Linked DNA regions of Mus musculus: region 1 is linked to region 2. The links are chromatin contacts, called in public promoter capture Hi-C maps. All regions are on one chromosome and are shown on one strand. The core of a region is the stretch at or near the end of the contact, and the rest is flanking DNA. Distances in the headings are between cores, read along the strand shown. Region 1 holds the start of 1700056E22Rik (RIKEN cDNA 1700056E22 gene). Region 2 holds the start of Lbr (lamin B receptor).

Region 1 (6,825 bases), core at 1,203-3,702, 2.2 Mb before region 2:
TCTTAGATTTATTCTGAGCCTCCTCTCCTGTGCAGAGAAGTCTATTTCACCTGTGATGGATGCATCTGTCCACCCTGGCATGTACTGTATTTCATTTCTTTCCCCAGAGCCAAGGCAAAGAGACAAGCAAGAGCACTGTTGGAGCTCACAGAGATGCACGGAGATGCTTGGCAGCTAGCTATATTTACATGGGGGCTGGATGTTAACCTTCTGCATATCAGAAGGAATGTGTCTCCCTAAGTCAGCCTCCATGGCTAGGAGCTAATCTTCCTTTCCATTCTGGTGGGTCCTTTGAAAAGCTCAACGTCATCCTATTCAGAGCTCACATTAGACTCTTCCAAATCAAATCAAGCCATTACCACACACACACACACACACACACACACACACACACACTTACACTACGAATAACTATCCAGAAACCAAGTTTCCAAGGAGTCAGATCTAGGAACCCCACCCCAGGCTGACCCATGGCCCGTTCCTCTGTGACCCCACTCATCCTTACACTTCTCTATGCTGTGCCCCTAAGCAAAAAAGAGCATGTGTTTCATCTGGTCATACAGACAGACTTTGCATCTCCACTGGAGTGGCAACTTTGTAAAAAATGTTTCAACCCTATACTGATATTCTTCTTGGAAACAGTGTGGATTCCAAGAGGGCAACCTCACTCGTCCCTTTACCACAGTTAGGCTAATTGGGAAGCTCAGACCTAGAGCCCACGGGGGCTGCCTTTGCCTCCTCCAAGGGTGCCTGCAATGGATCACTTTCCTCCTCCCGGTAGGCACAAGGCCACCCTATAACATAGCAATTCTGACTCCTCTACTAGAGAAATCAAACCCCAAGCAAGAGCCACTCATCTAAACGAACTTTAAGAGCTGACTGGAAAAACATCAAGGATCATCGGTCTATTCATGACCGTAACTGTTCTCTGAGACCGAGCCAAAGTGTCACCAGCAAAATCCACACACGCGCACCCAGGAGCACGTCCCCACCCGTGTAGGCATATCCCCACTGACTCGGGTTTCTCTCACCCACCTTTGGTTGGGAGCAAAGGATCAAACCTTCTGCCTGCCTCCCTCCCTCCCTCCCCTCCCCTCCCCTCCCTCCCTCCTTCCCTCTCCCTTGCGTAGTATTTTTTTTTTCAGAGCGAGTACTATTCCAAAAACTGTTAACTGTGTCCCAGCTGGAACATGAATGCAGTCAAAGTCTTTGCTATTTTGCTACCTGGTAAGGGGACATCCAGGATTAGTAGCCTATTCCCTAGGAGGAGAACCCGGGAACGACTTTCCAGAGACACAGGCTGGGACCGGTACCTCTTCACTGTGCTGCTGCTCACACACGGGCACAGAGCGCACTGAGATCTGCATCCTTGCAGCAGATAGCTCCAAAGCCAGTCTGGCCCGGGAAACCTCCCACAAAAATAGCACGAACCCCCTACCCCCTTTCTCGCTAATCTTCCTTCCACCACTAACAGGGACTGAAGAAAAACCAAGTGCTTAAAGAATGCTCCTTCCCCACTCCTGGGGCACGTAGCATCCCTATTCCGTGCCACCACTGAGCATCATGAGCAAAGCCTTGGGCTTTGAAAACTGCCATAAAGCATCTTAACCAAACCAAAACTCATTTCCCCTCTTCATCCCAGGGCAAGCAGAGCCAAAAGACTAAACCTTAGGATCTTCCTTACCTGACGTAGGTCCGTCTCTGTCTCTCTGACACTGTCTCTGTCTCTCTCTCTCTCTGTCTCTCTGTCTCTGTCTCTCTCTCTCTCACTCACACACACACACACACACACACACACACACACACACACATACACACACACACACACACGGAACCCTCCACCCTCCGGCTCTGAGTGACCCGTGATGTCTTCCACTTACTTCATCAATAAGCGTAGCCCTCTACCATCTGGCGCCCGCTCCAGCTATGCGCTCGCGCAGTGCGCCCCCATTCACTCAGCTTCATTGATCCCCAGCAGCAACACAGAGTTACTTTCTCTTTTGCTACAGCGTAAATGTAAGCTTTGGAGGGGGCGGGGTTGCCTCCGAGCGACGGCGCGATACGCCAATGAAGACCCAGAGGCTGCCGCCCGCTACATCACAGTGGTCTCTGACCAATAAGAAGCCGAGGAGGGCGGAGAAAGGGGCGAGGCCTCGCCTTGGGAGGGAGGCCGGCTCGGACCCGCTAGTGGGTTTGGTGTGTTAGAACGCGCGGGTGGTGATGTCATTGGCAACCAATCAAAAACTTAAAAGTGCTAGCCCGGGCCCGCTTGGAGCAGCGGCTCTCTATTTACATGTAAACCTAGGCAGCAGGACGCGGTTAACCCTTCCTGGGACTGAAGTGTCAATGGCTTGCTCTGGTCGCTCCGGCTGAAACTGGTTCTTCTGACCCTCCCCCGCCCCCTGTTGAGGACATCAGCCTCGCGGGGTCTCCATTCCGCCTTTTGACTCCAGGTGGAGTGTCCATCCAACTTTCCCCAGGCCGGAGACGACTCGAAGCCGGGTCCCTCCATGGCTGTGGCTGCGCCGCGCGGGACGTGAGCGTGCACAGGGCCGGCCTCCCCGCAGCCCCGCTTGGCCCGGCCCGCAGATGTCGCTGCCCCTCCGGCTGCCCTACTGCTCTCCCGCGCGGCGGCTGCGCGCCGTGCTCTTGTTCCCCTACTTCCGTGACCCTGTCACTCCTCCGCCGTCCCCAACCTGTTCTCAGGAGCCCGACTCCGATCCCGAAGGCGGCACTCCGGAGAGCTACTCGGAGGAGGACGCCTGGCTCTGTGAGAGCAGCCACTGGGGGCCGGTGTTGAAGGGCAGCGTGGGCGCCGTCCCGCAGAGCTGGGCGTGGCCGGGCCCTCCGAACGCCCCACAAGCCCCGCAGCCCAGGCACCGACCTCCTCCCAACGCGGTCCCCGCTTCTCCCGCGGCCACCTCCCCCTGTGCGATGTTTTGGAGCCCGCAGTCCATCCGCCCCCCGGTGCTGGGCCGCCCCCGGCCCTCAGTGGCGCAGGGCCCTCGGCGAGCCAAGGAGCGCCAGCCTGGAACAGCAAGCGCCGGCGGGAAGGAGCCAGAGCTCGGGTTGAACAGCCAGAATGAGCGGCGCTTGAGGAGCATGGAAGGGCCCACGCCAGCTCTCCCGATTCCCCGAACTTTGTCCATCAGAGGGGTCACTACTGGTCGGGGTATGTCACCGGTGAAGAGAAGTGGGAAGCTGAGCAAGCCTGCTAGCGCCTTGCCAGAAAAATATCAGGGAAGGTACAGAAGAATGACCCTGGAATTCAAAGGAGTGGAAAAGCCCAGATGAACTGTGATGAAGTTGCGTTAAAGAATCCTAAAGCAATAGAGCTTTTTATACCTCCCTACCCCCTCAGAGAGGAAGACCAAAATGTGAAGTAATTGAAGTGGAATAAAACATTATCAGCTCCGTGGCAGGTTCAGATGTCCTTAATGATGGGAGGCGTTTGCTTTAGGCCCCAGACATTCACCATTGCTGTTGATCTAGGATCATAAGGTGTCCAACCATCATCACCTTCGCTGACTAGCTCTGTCGATTCAGCATGATCTCCCTTGAGTTGAGCACTTCTACACAAGTGCACACTGGGGTTGGAAAAGGATTTTCTTTAGCCCCATTCTGTCTACACACCCAAATACACAGCACCCACACCCGAATGTCTGCACACGAGTGTCCAGGTCGCACCCTTTGGTCCTTAGATCTTTGAGGATTAGCAGGATCAGGCTAGTGGAGGAGGTAGGCTGTGCGCATTTTCCGTGGAACCCAGAAAAGAATTTCCCAGAGCACTTTTGTAGGTTATCTATATCCCTGAATATTTACTGCTGGGGTTCCCATTTACGGTTTGAGTTCTAGGTATTAGGTCTGATGCTTGTCTGTCCAGCCACATTTGCTGTGTTCATCACTGTGTACATTTGTAAACAGCAAACTCCCGTCCTTGCTCCGAAAAAGATGAAAAGATGCTTGTGGAAGTGGTTGGGGTATAGTAGAGCGAGGTTCTCTATTGACCGAAGGCTTTGGGAAGGTTGTGTTTGCTTTAGGCTGGAGGAGCCTCTGTCTAAAGGTACTGACAACCTGTAAATTGTGATTCACAAAGCCTGATGCCGGCAATGTGAGAAAGAAATGTAACTCATTTAATGAGATGATTATTATAGTTTCAGACTAATAAGTTATAGTAATTCTGTTAACTAAAAGTCTGTCATCCAGGCTGAAAAATTGGGAAAACTGACAAAATTACTCATCAATCAAACCCGAAGCATTGAGTAATTTCCATGTCATTAACATATGCATGGTAATTACCAGCCATTAACATATGCTAAAGATCCGGAGGCTTTTTAAATTAGGCAGCAGTTTGAGTAGCTATACTCAAAGAAGTCAGATTCCAGGTAGGTTTTTCCACTCACTACTCCAGGATGCTTTTGTGCCAAGGGAGGTGATTTCAATTACTAATTTGGAGTCATAATGTAAAAATACTTTCTAAAACTTAGCCCTTAAGTTTAAATGTATGGGATCAGTCAGTCAGCAAAGGGCCATGAACACAATCGGATACCCAGGAACACCTTGCTGTTTAGTTTTTGTCCCAGAGAAAGAGTAAAGCCTCTTTACTGCCCTTGGGCCACGTAGTGCACTTATGCTGGTCTGTGACTTTGTTGCTACTGAAAGGAGCATAGAGTTTCTACCAGATCCTTGTGCTGTGTGTTAGAGCTGAAGGACAAAGCTAATTGTGGCCAAGATCAGAGACAGAAAACAGACTGATACAGGGCATGTTCAAGAGGTTAAGTCAGGTGCTTGGTGGCAGAATGGTGAGGTCTTCAATAGCCCTGAAGGCCAAGATAGATTCCCGGATTCGGTTAGGGAAAGGGAGTTTGGCAAAGTTAAATCCCCAGGTAAGGTGGCATTCAATCAGCAAATAGGGAAGGCACTGGGGAATAGAAAGGAGGAAGTAGGAGATGAAGTCCCAGGAGTACGCCTGGGAAATACTTCACAACCCTCGCCAGCCTAGACCTGGGCTAGGAGCAGCCCCTGGAGAAAGAGGCCACGAAGGTCCACTCGCATGTTGAACTTCAGTCCTCAGTGTGATAGTATTAAGGGATAGACACTTGTCTGAGGTGGTAATGCCATGAGGGCAGGGCCTTTGCAGATGGAACTGGGAAGGGAATTATTGTGTCCTCTCTGCCCTGTGTATATGTCGTGTTCATTTCTTCCCAGTTACACGGTGACAGTGCATCTTGGAAGCAGAGGCTAGGCCCTCACCAGAGGCCTTAATCTGTCTCCTCAGACTCAAGAACTCTGGGAAGTGAAGTTCTGTTTTTAACTGCTGAGACTGAATTAGTCGTCAGATCTTGCACTCTGTCATTAGGAGTAAGTTGTAGCCCTAGAGGCAGGAGTGTTTATCTTCACTACTACCTGTAAGGAGCAAACATTTGTAGTGTAGAATGGTGGCCATTTACATGTGACTTTGAACACCTGAAATGTGATTGGTTGGAACCAAGACACATCAAGTCTAGAACACACATTGGATTTTGAAAACCTGTGAAACACATAAAGGATATTATGTCTGTGTTGCTTATGTTTTTTGATATACTAGGTTTCATAGCATGTCATTAAAATCAATTTCACTCATCTTTTAGTTCACATGTGACTAGGAGAGCGCCTAAGATGATTTATTTACTCCATTTTTGCTGGATGACACCATTCTGGAACCTGCCACGGCTGCTTTCATCTGAAGCCACTTGGATGTTGAAGATAACCACTCTACTAGGATTTCAGAGGCCCTCTAGGCTATCTGACAAGATGAACTAGAAGGAAGTGGGGCCTTGTGACTGGGAGTGGAGACCAGCTGTATATGACCACACCCTTACTCCCTCACAGGTATATAGATCTACAGATGGGGGCCAGGGGCATGTTTTACTCAAGAGACCACAAAGCCATCTTTTGTCATAAGAGAGAGAGCCTGACAGCTCCATCTGTATTGTCTGTGTATCTTTGAGATCAATTAGAGGCCCAGAGATAAAGATAGCATAAGCCCAAACCATGTTTGATACAGGACTTGGCCCAGACATCTCTTCAAAACTCAAGCCTGACCTCCATTGGCCGCACAGAGGTGACTGGCTGGACAGGTGAGGCCCAGTCCCCTTGTCTTCACTTAGGCAGCAAGACCCTTTCTCTGAAGCTGTCTTTGCTCCTGCCCCGTGGACTGCCACTGCCTTGTGATGTCACAAATATCTGCTGCTCTTTGTCAGAAGAGCATTCTGGTAGGCCCAACGGTCTTGATAATGCCTAACGTATGAGCCAGTTCATAGTGAACTGATGGCTTCTAATGAGTACGATGTGTTGCCACACTAAACGCTGTCCACATTCCTCCTGCCCCCCCAACAAGCCGAACCACTGAGTTTCAACCTTAGAAGTCACTGCCAAGGTCTGGCTCGGAGCTGCAGGTGATCTTACTGAGGTAGGGTACTGGAAGGGAAACAAGCACTGTGTGACATTGCTAACCATCCCAGGACTTCAGGTCTAAACAGGCGTTGAACATTCTCAATCTGGAAATGCAAAATGCTTCCAAATTCAACGCATTTTGAGCACCAATATCATGTTACCAATGGAAATCTCTAAATGCAGGTATGTTAAAAATAGAGATGGCTCCTGGGCATATATCCAGAAGATGTTCTAACCGGTAAGAAGGACACATGCTCCACTATGTTCATAGTAGCCTTATTTATAATAGCCAGAAGCTGGAAAGAACCCAGATGCCCCTCAACAGAGGAATGGATACAGAAAATGTGGTACATTTACACAATGGAGTACTACTCAGCTATTAAAAACAAT
Region 2 (7,238 bases), core at 596-3,095:
CTGGCCAAGGGTAAAGGGTTTATGCTCCACCTCTAGCTTTTAAAGAAAAAGATGAACTTGGTAGTTTAAACAGGCTGCAGTGAGGCTACAACTCACATCTAATTGCAAATTATGCAACCATGAGATTTAGATAGAGAAAGACCCAAAATCCATTAAGAACTTACTGATATACATGTGGTTAAAAAAACAAACAAACATTTCATCTACCTGAATGTACTGATTACAAATGGCAATTTCGTGAATCTGAAATAAGAGAATGTTATAAGGAATTATTGCCAGCTGCGTTTCCCAATGAACAGCTGCATCTAATTTTCACAATTAATTAGTAGGTCCGGATCCATGTCCTTACCTCTTCTAACTTATTAATAAAATTAAAAAATTTAAAGTTAAATGTTAAGGAAAAGCAGGAATGAGTTCTGTATGTACCCATGCCTTGCACACACAAACATCTTTAGTGAATATAAGGTATGATGTTGAATTCGTATACAGGCTTATTTGTGTGTGTGTGTGTGTGTGCAAGTGTATACATGAAGGCCAAAGGTTAGTGTAAGTTGTCTTTCTCCAACTGCGCAACATCTTGCTCTTTGAGACAGGGTGTCTCACAAAATCCTAGCTGTTACCAACTGAGTCCAGGGAGATCTGTTTGTCCCCAGCTACCTCTGTCCCCTTCATTATAGTTACAGCCTTTTGAGAGCACCTTCCTCTTGTTTTAATTTTAGTGCTGAGGGTCTCAAGTGCTCACAAAGTTCTTATTCTTTCAAGGCAGGGTTCTTTATCATCTGAGCTGGCTCTCCAGCCTCACTGGCCTGGTCCTTTTGAAGAAACTATAAACCAAAGTTTACAAGGTTTCCCCGCCTCTGGTCTTTTATTTTGTAAGTGAAAATGCTTATATGTCCTGTGGAGGGAACCCAACGGAACCTTGGCTCTGGGTTTGAGGAGTGAAGGATGTCTTTGGTATTAGTAGAATTTATCTCAAACGACATCCTTCCCATGGTGTTTTCCTGTGTTATTTGCCGCAGGACTCGGAGTAGGATTCGTCTTTAAGAGCTGAAGCTTAAGGGATTTGCCAAACTTTACGTTTAGAGGTTTCTTGATGCACACATCTGTGGTTTAGATTTCCACCCAGGGCAACCCCAACGGCAATGACAAATCAAATCGTGGTGAGCACTCTTTCTTAGGAAGGGCTCCGAGGCACGCACTTACTCACTCGTTTGTAGCTGAGAAGGTGACAGCGCTGTGCACCTGAAGCCACGCTGCGGATGAAAAGACTTATTTCAGCCTTGCATCTGAACCCACAGTGCTTCCGAGGCAGGAAGACACTCAGATGTATTTAATAAGGGATGTTGGAAATACCTTTAAAAACAGCACGGCGAAGTAGGGAGCTTTAACGAACTGCTTTGAACTCTCAACCCGAGAGGAAGGAAACAACCAGTGGTGGCAAGTGTAAGGGGGGGGGGGAGTTTGGGGGCTCCGGCCTGGGCCTGCTGGGGTCGGGTCCAGGCGGGACGCGAAGCCCGCGGGCTTCGGCCGTGGCCGGACTAAGCGCGCGGCCCGCTGGCTCCCGAGGTTACACACGGACCGAGAGCCGGGTGACAGCAGCGGACGCTTTTGCCTGGCGTCGCGCGAGCTTCACCCTCCTCCCAGACCGCCGGCCTAGATCGCTCCGCAGGAGGGCGCGAGCCAAAGCGCGGCTTGGTGCCTGGGCTGCGGAGATAAACCGGGTGGGGACGCCGGACGCTCACGAGCGGGCGGGCTGGACGCGCCACTGGCCCTCGACCAATCGCCAGCGCCGGCGATGATTCAAAAGGTCGAGGGACCAATGGGGAGCTCAGGGCAGCCTCGCTAGGGGCGGGACCTCGGGGGCGCGAGAGCGCGGCCGGCTGTGTCGCGCGCGGAGTCGCCGCTGGCTGCTGGTGACTGTCCTGGAGTGGCTGGAGTTCCCGCCGGAGCGCGGCCAGGTGAGCGTCGGCGCGGGACTCCGCCGCGTGTGGAGAGCGGGTTCCCCGGGGCGGCCGGCGAGGCTGGGGCCGCGCGGGCCGGAAGTCGAGCGCGGGTTTCGGATGGCGGACAACCCCCGATCCCCGTCTCGGACGCGCGCGTTGGGTGCCCCGGCCGGGCCGGGCTGGGCTGTGCTCGCCGCGGCTTCCCGGCCCTCGGAAAGCGGGCGGCCTTCGGAGGAGGGGTTAACCGCCTCTGGCTCCTGCCAGGGCGCCGTCCCGCCTATCCGGGCCTCCTGAGTGCTTCTGCGCGGTGACAGCGGACCTCGCGCCTCCAGCAGCTTCGAGGGCCACTCAGTGCGCGCTGGGGTGCGGAGGGCCTGCTCCGGGGCACTTCGGCGATGGCGGGCTGGCCTGGCGTTGCGCCCGCCCGCCCTGTGTAGCGCACTTGGTGTGCTAGGGCCGTGGCTCAGGTGCAGGAGCAGGACTAGATCTGGGGCTACAAAGTAGCAGCTGCTCTGAGGGTTAGAAGATGGGGCTACAGAGAAGCGCGGGATGGAGGACCTAATACGGACAGAGAGGGTGATGATGAGCGTTGACTGGGGAGTTGGGGCGGGAGTGAGTAAGGACTGTTAAGATTAGCGTGCTTTTGGGTATTAAGGGAAAAGGCCACTCTGCCAGGACAGCCAGCTTTCTCCTGCACGGCTCTGAAGGGGCACAGACCCTGCGAACGCCTTCCTGTTTGCGTTTTGCCTAGCAGGCCTGTGCCGGCTCAGGTGTTAAAGGGTAGCTGTGAGCCACCATTTGAGCTTTTTCTTTCTGCCACATTAAGTGAATTTGGGAGAGGGGGGGAAACGATTAAAGATCTTAGTAACGCACCGGAGCATCGTAGAAAGAAATCGGCCACACTGATACATAGTGTTATATTGTACCATAATATGTGAGGCGTTCAGTGCCAAATGACCCTCGGGTTAGCAAGAATCTGGGTTGACAGGAAAAAAGCCTGAGGATTCTTGAATTTCTGCGGTATGTGGTTGAGGGTACAGTTTAGCGAGTGACTTTTCTTTGCAAACAACCTGTTTGTTTAGGGAAGCCTGTGTGCGTCTCTTATGCGTTACTTGGGTGCATAAGAATACACGGGAGTCTGGAGCCTCCTTGTCCTATCCAGTATAATTATCTCCTGTTGGGCAATATTTTGGGATGTGTTATGTAGTTTCCACTGACTGTGTGGATCTTGTGCAAAGTGGCATTCATATCTTGTTGGCAGCCCATTTTTTTTTTTTTTTTTTTGTCTCCTAAGACAAGGTCGTTCTCCACATGCTATATAAAATATCACCATCAGTGTCAGTTCATGGTTTGTGTTGTTGTTGTTGTTTGTTTTTTTGAGACAAGATCTCTGCACAGCCTTTATTGTCCTGGAACACAGTGCAGGCTAGGCAGACCTTCAACATACAGAGGTCTGTTTTCCTCTGCCTCCCAAAGAATGGGATTAAAGCCACCATGCCCTGCTAGTCTCAGTTCTTTTCCTCCCTTTTTTTCTGGGGATCAAATTTTATATTACACATTATAGGCATATTTTTGAAAAATTGAGGCTCAAATATCTACTGGGTGCCTTGATTATGTATTACCTACTATTTAATAAGTAATAGAATTTTTTTTTTTTTAAACTTTGACTTGTGTTCTTTGTTGGACTCATAGTTAATGTGGTGTCTTCAAGATGCAGTAGAGAAACAGCAGTGAGTCTAGGGCCATACCATTCTAATCCTCTGGATTTCATCAGATCTCTGAAGCCAAACAGGATCAGACGTGGTTAGTACCTGGATGGGATGAATGGCAAGGATTGGATGCTTCTGATAGTTCAGAATAAATCTGTTCCAGGGCCTTTTAAAGATGCAGGCGGTCCCCAAGCCACAAAGTGCTCCTATTGCAAGTTTTTGAAGTGTTGTTTGAGATCCTACTGGCACCTTCATATAGAAAGACATTGTGGGCTTTCTCAAACTTTGGAAAGAGTAGGAGAACCTAATTGATCTGGGGAGGAAGAGAGGTGGGGATTCAGAGAAGGAAGCCCAGCACATTTCCTTCCTCTTTGTCCCGGGCAACTTGGAACTGAGTGTTGAAATGGACAGAGTTTTCTGTTGTCACCTTCCTTTTTTGTGCCCCTCCTCCTTGTGCAGATGTGAGCCAGTGCTCTCCTGCTTCCCGAGGGCCCTCATGGTCGCTTCTGCCAGTCTGACTTCATTCCTACAGCTCCCAAGCATACTCCTTATCCCAGAGATGCTATCTCACAAGTTAGGGGGACTGAGGCAGGCTCAGTAATGAACCTCTTATCACCAGATAAGCACTTTCGTTTTCTTTCATCTGTTGTCTGTCTAAACAGATGGAGCTTGGGAAGTCTTTTTTTGTTTTTTGTTTTTTTTTCCTTCAGGGGATTAACAGTGAAGAAATGTTATTTAGAAAGACTTTCTTGGGAGGGGTAGGTAATGCAACTTTCTCCTTAATTCCACAGTCTGCAAGAGTCTTTAGCGTTCCTGTAGAGTTGCATAACCAGCTCTTGGCCTCCGGAGTGTGTCTTTGTGTGCTTGGGTGATGTATGGAGACTTGCTCAGCAGGTGAAGGAGTCTTTCTGTCTGCTGCTTGCTTATCTTATCATTGGTATCAGAGCACTGGCTTTTATCCTGTGGATCTGTTGGTCACCGGAGTGAGAAATAACACCTCAGAGAGCTCCTAGCACAGCCATCATTTGATATTACCTCATGTAAATGATAATTCTTGAAAGTTGTGGTTTCTTGAAGTATTGAAGGTTTCATGGGCCATGTTTTGAAACAGCGGTAAAAGATGTTACAGTTGGAGTAGGTGTCAGCTGTGGGCTGGAGAGGTGCACACGTTAGCTTAGGTGGGCGGCTGGCAGAGTTAATTGATGTGCATTTGGGATTTGACTCAGAGAATGCAAACCTTATGAAGTAAACCTCAAATATGTTATTCATTATAGATTTGAAGTCCTTCTTGTTGGTAGGTTAGAGTAATGCTAATGTACATTTTTTAAAAAGATTTATTTATTCTATGTAAGTTCACCGTAGCTGTCTTCAGACACACCAGAAGAGGGCATCAGATATCATTATGAGTAGTTGTGAAGCCACCATGTGGTTGCTGGGATTTGAACTCAGGACCTTTGGAAGAGCAGTCAGTGCTCTTAACCTCTGAGCCATTTCTCCAGCCCACTAATGTACATTTTTAATTTTCCCAGTTTGTCTCATGGTTTTATTACTTTCCAGTAAGGTAACTTGTTAAAAATATAACTTCATGAATTTTAAAGCTTTTATAAAAATGACATGTAGATCTATAAATAAAAATAAGTGTCCTTTTTGAGGTGTGCCCTGATTTTACTGCAGGGGGTAGCATTCTAAGTTGTCCAGTCTGATGCCTGTTACGTTGTCAGGGTTTAATCCTCAGTGCCACTGTCTGCACGGCAGTGACTAAGTCGTCTCCTACAGAGTGATTCCAGATGAAATAGAGTGAAGCTCACACAATGTTTTGTGTTGCTCTGCTGTTCCCTCCCCTGTGTTTGTGAACTTTGACAAAGCGTTAACTTTAAGCTCAAGTTCTGTCATCTATAGAATAAGGAGTTGCACACTCCTTCCTTGGCTTTCTGGCCCTAAAGCTAAAACCAGCTAGAAAGTTGTTTACGTGAACAACCTAGTCCAGAAAAAGAAGTAATAATTATTGACTAACTTTTTTTCCTTAAAATTTTTCAGACTAATTTTAGAAAATGCCAAGTAGGAAGTTTGTTGAGGGTGAAGTGGTCAGAGGCCGATGGCCTGGGAGCTCCCTTTATTATGAAGTAGAGATTCTGAGCCACGACAACAAATCCCAGCTCTACACTGTAAAATACAAAGATGGCACCGAACTGGAACTGAAGGAGAGTGATATCAAGGTGAGTATGTCTGCCTTCGTCTGCAGTGGTGGGAGGAGCTGGGGGCTCATGCCAGACTCCTGCCTTGGGGCTCCAGGGCACATGCTGTTCTTGCCTCTGGGAGTATGGGAGTGAGGTATAGGCCCAGATCCCAAAAGCTCATGCCATTGGGTCTGTGACCATCCTGTGAGGTGCTCTTACACAAGAAAGGACCCTGGCTTTTAGGGATTTTGTTAGCACTGCTTTTTTCCGGGCTGAGTGCTAGGACAGATGGGAAACTGTAGGGAGGGCAGCATCCCAAAGCTTGTGGATGATGTGGTGTGGTCAAGTACTAGCCGGAGACAGGCTAGGGGCGTTTAATAGGCTTGGGTTTTCTCTTCATCTTTCTCCTCTTCCTCCTCTTCCTCTTCCTCTCCTCTCTTTTTCCTTCCATCCTCTCTTCCTCTTCTCTGTCTCTCTCTCCTCCTCCTCCCTTCCTCCCCTCTTCCTTTCCTCCCCTCTTCTCCTTTCCTCTTCTCTTCCCTCCTTCCTTCCTCCCCTCCCCTCCTCTTATTCCTCCCCTCCTCTTCCTCCTCTTCATCCTCTCTTCCTCTTCCCCTCTTCCCTTCCTCCCCCCTCTTCTTTCCCTCCTCCTCTCTTCCTCCTCCCCTCCTCTCCCCCTCCTTTCTCCCGTCCTTTCTTTCCTCTCCTCTCCCCTCCCCTCCCCTCCCTTTCCCTCCCCTCCTCTCCTCTCCCCCCTCCCCTCTCCCCTCTCCTCTCCTCTTCCCTCTCCTTTCTTCCCCCTTCTTCCTTCCCTTCCCTTCTTCCTTCCCTTCCCTTCTCCTTTTCCTTCCCTTTTCCTTCCCCTTTTTCCTTTCCTTTCCCAAGACAGGGTTCCTCTGTGTAGCCTCTGCTGTCTGTCCTGGAACTCACTCTGTAGACCAGGCTGGTCTCAAACTCAGAGATTGGCCTGTCTCTACCTCATGAGTGCTGGGATTAAAGGTGTGTACTACCATGTGGCAGGACTTGGGCTTCTTCCTCAACACTGGTGATGTAATCAGAGAGTGACATTTACTAGGTTTGAGGTCAGCTCACAGCTTCCCCTTCCAAACCTATCTGTTAATGGTATGGGTTTTAAAATATTGAGCTATGGTATACAAATACTTATATGAAATGCATAAAAATTAATTTCTATGAAAAAAGGATAAATAAAGCTGCAGAGTTTTGTTAGATTTTCTAGGCATAAAATTGCTTAGTCGGGATGCTCTAAAACCGTCCACTTAGAACATAGCAGTTTTGGACCTTGTGGCCCATTGATAACCAATAGTTTGGACCCATGCATGGTCTGTGGATGAACACTGTGTTTTAGTAAATATTTTAGGGTCATGGCTCATGGGGTGTCTGTAGTTTAG

What was found. Promoter capture Hi-C pulls out the DNA fragments that hold promoters and counts their contacts.
Region 1: a promoter capture Hi-C map of pre-B cells shows a contact between it and region 2, with 16 times the contacts expected there. The contact joins the promoter of 1700056E22Rik here to the promoter of Lbr in region 2. A contact is called at or near these places in 1 of 39 promoter capture datasets (pre-B cells) and 1 of 9 other capture datasets (liver).

Annotation. Positions count from the first base shown.
Region 1 is chr1:184,029,625-184,036,449 of GRCm38.p6, reverse strand. 1700056E22Rik (RIKEN cDNA 1700056E22 gene) reads left to right here and starts at 2,452. Exons shown (of 1, transcript NM_028516.1): 1 at 2,452-3,418. The coding sequence starts at 2,590. The coding sequence ends at 3,294. It overlaps Dusp10 (dual specificity phosphatase 10), which reads right to left and starts at 2,069. Exons shown (of 4, transcript NM_022019.6): 1 at 1,881-2,069.
Region 2 is chr1:181,837,008-181,844,245 of GRCm38.p6, reverse strand. Lbr (lamin B receptor) reads left to right here and starts at 1,845. Exons shown (of 14, transcript NM_133815.2): 1 at 1,845-1,958; 2 at 5,690-5,868. The coding sequence starts at 5,704.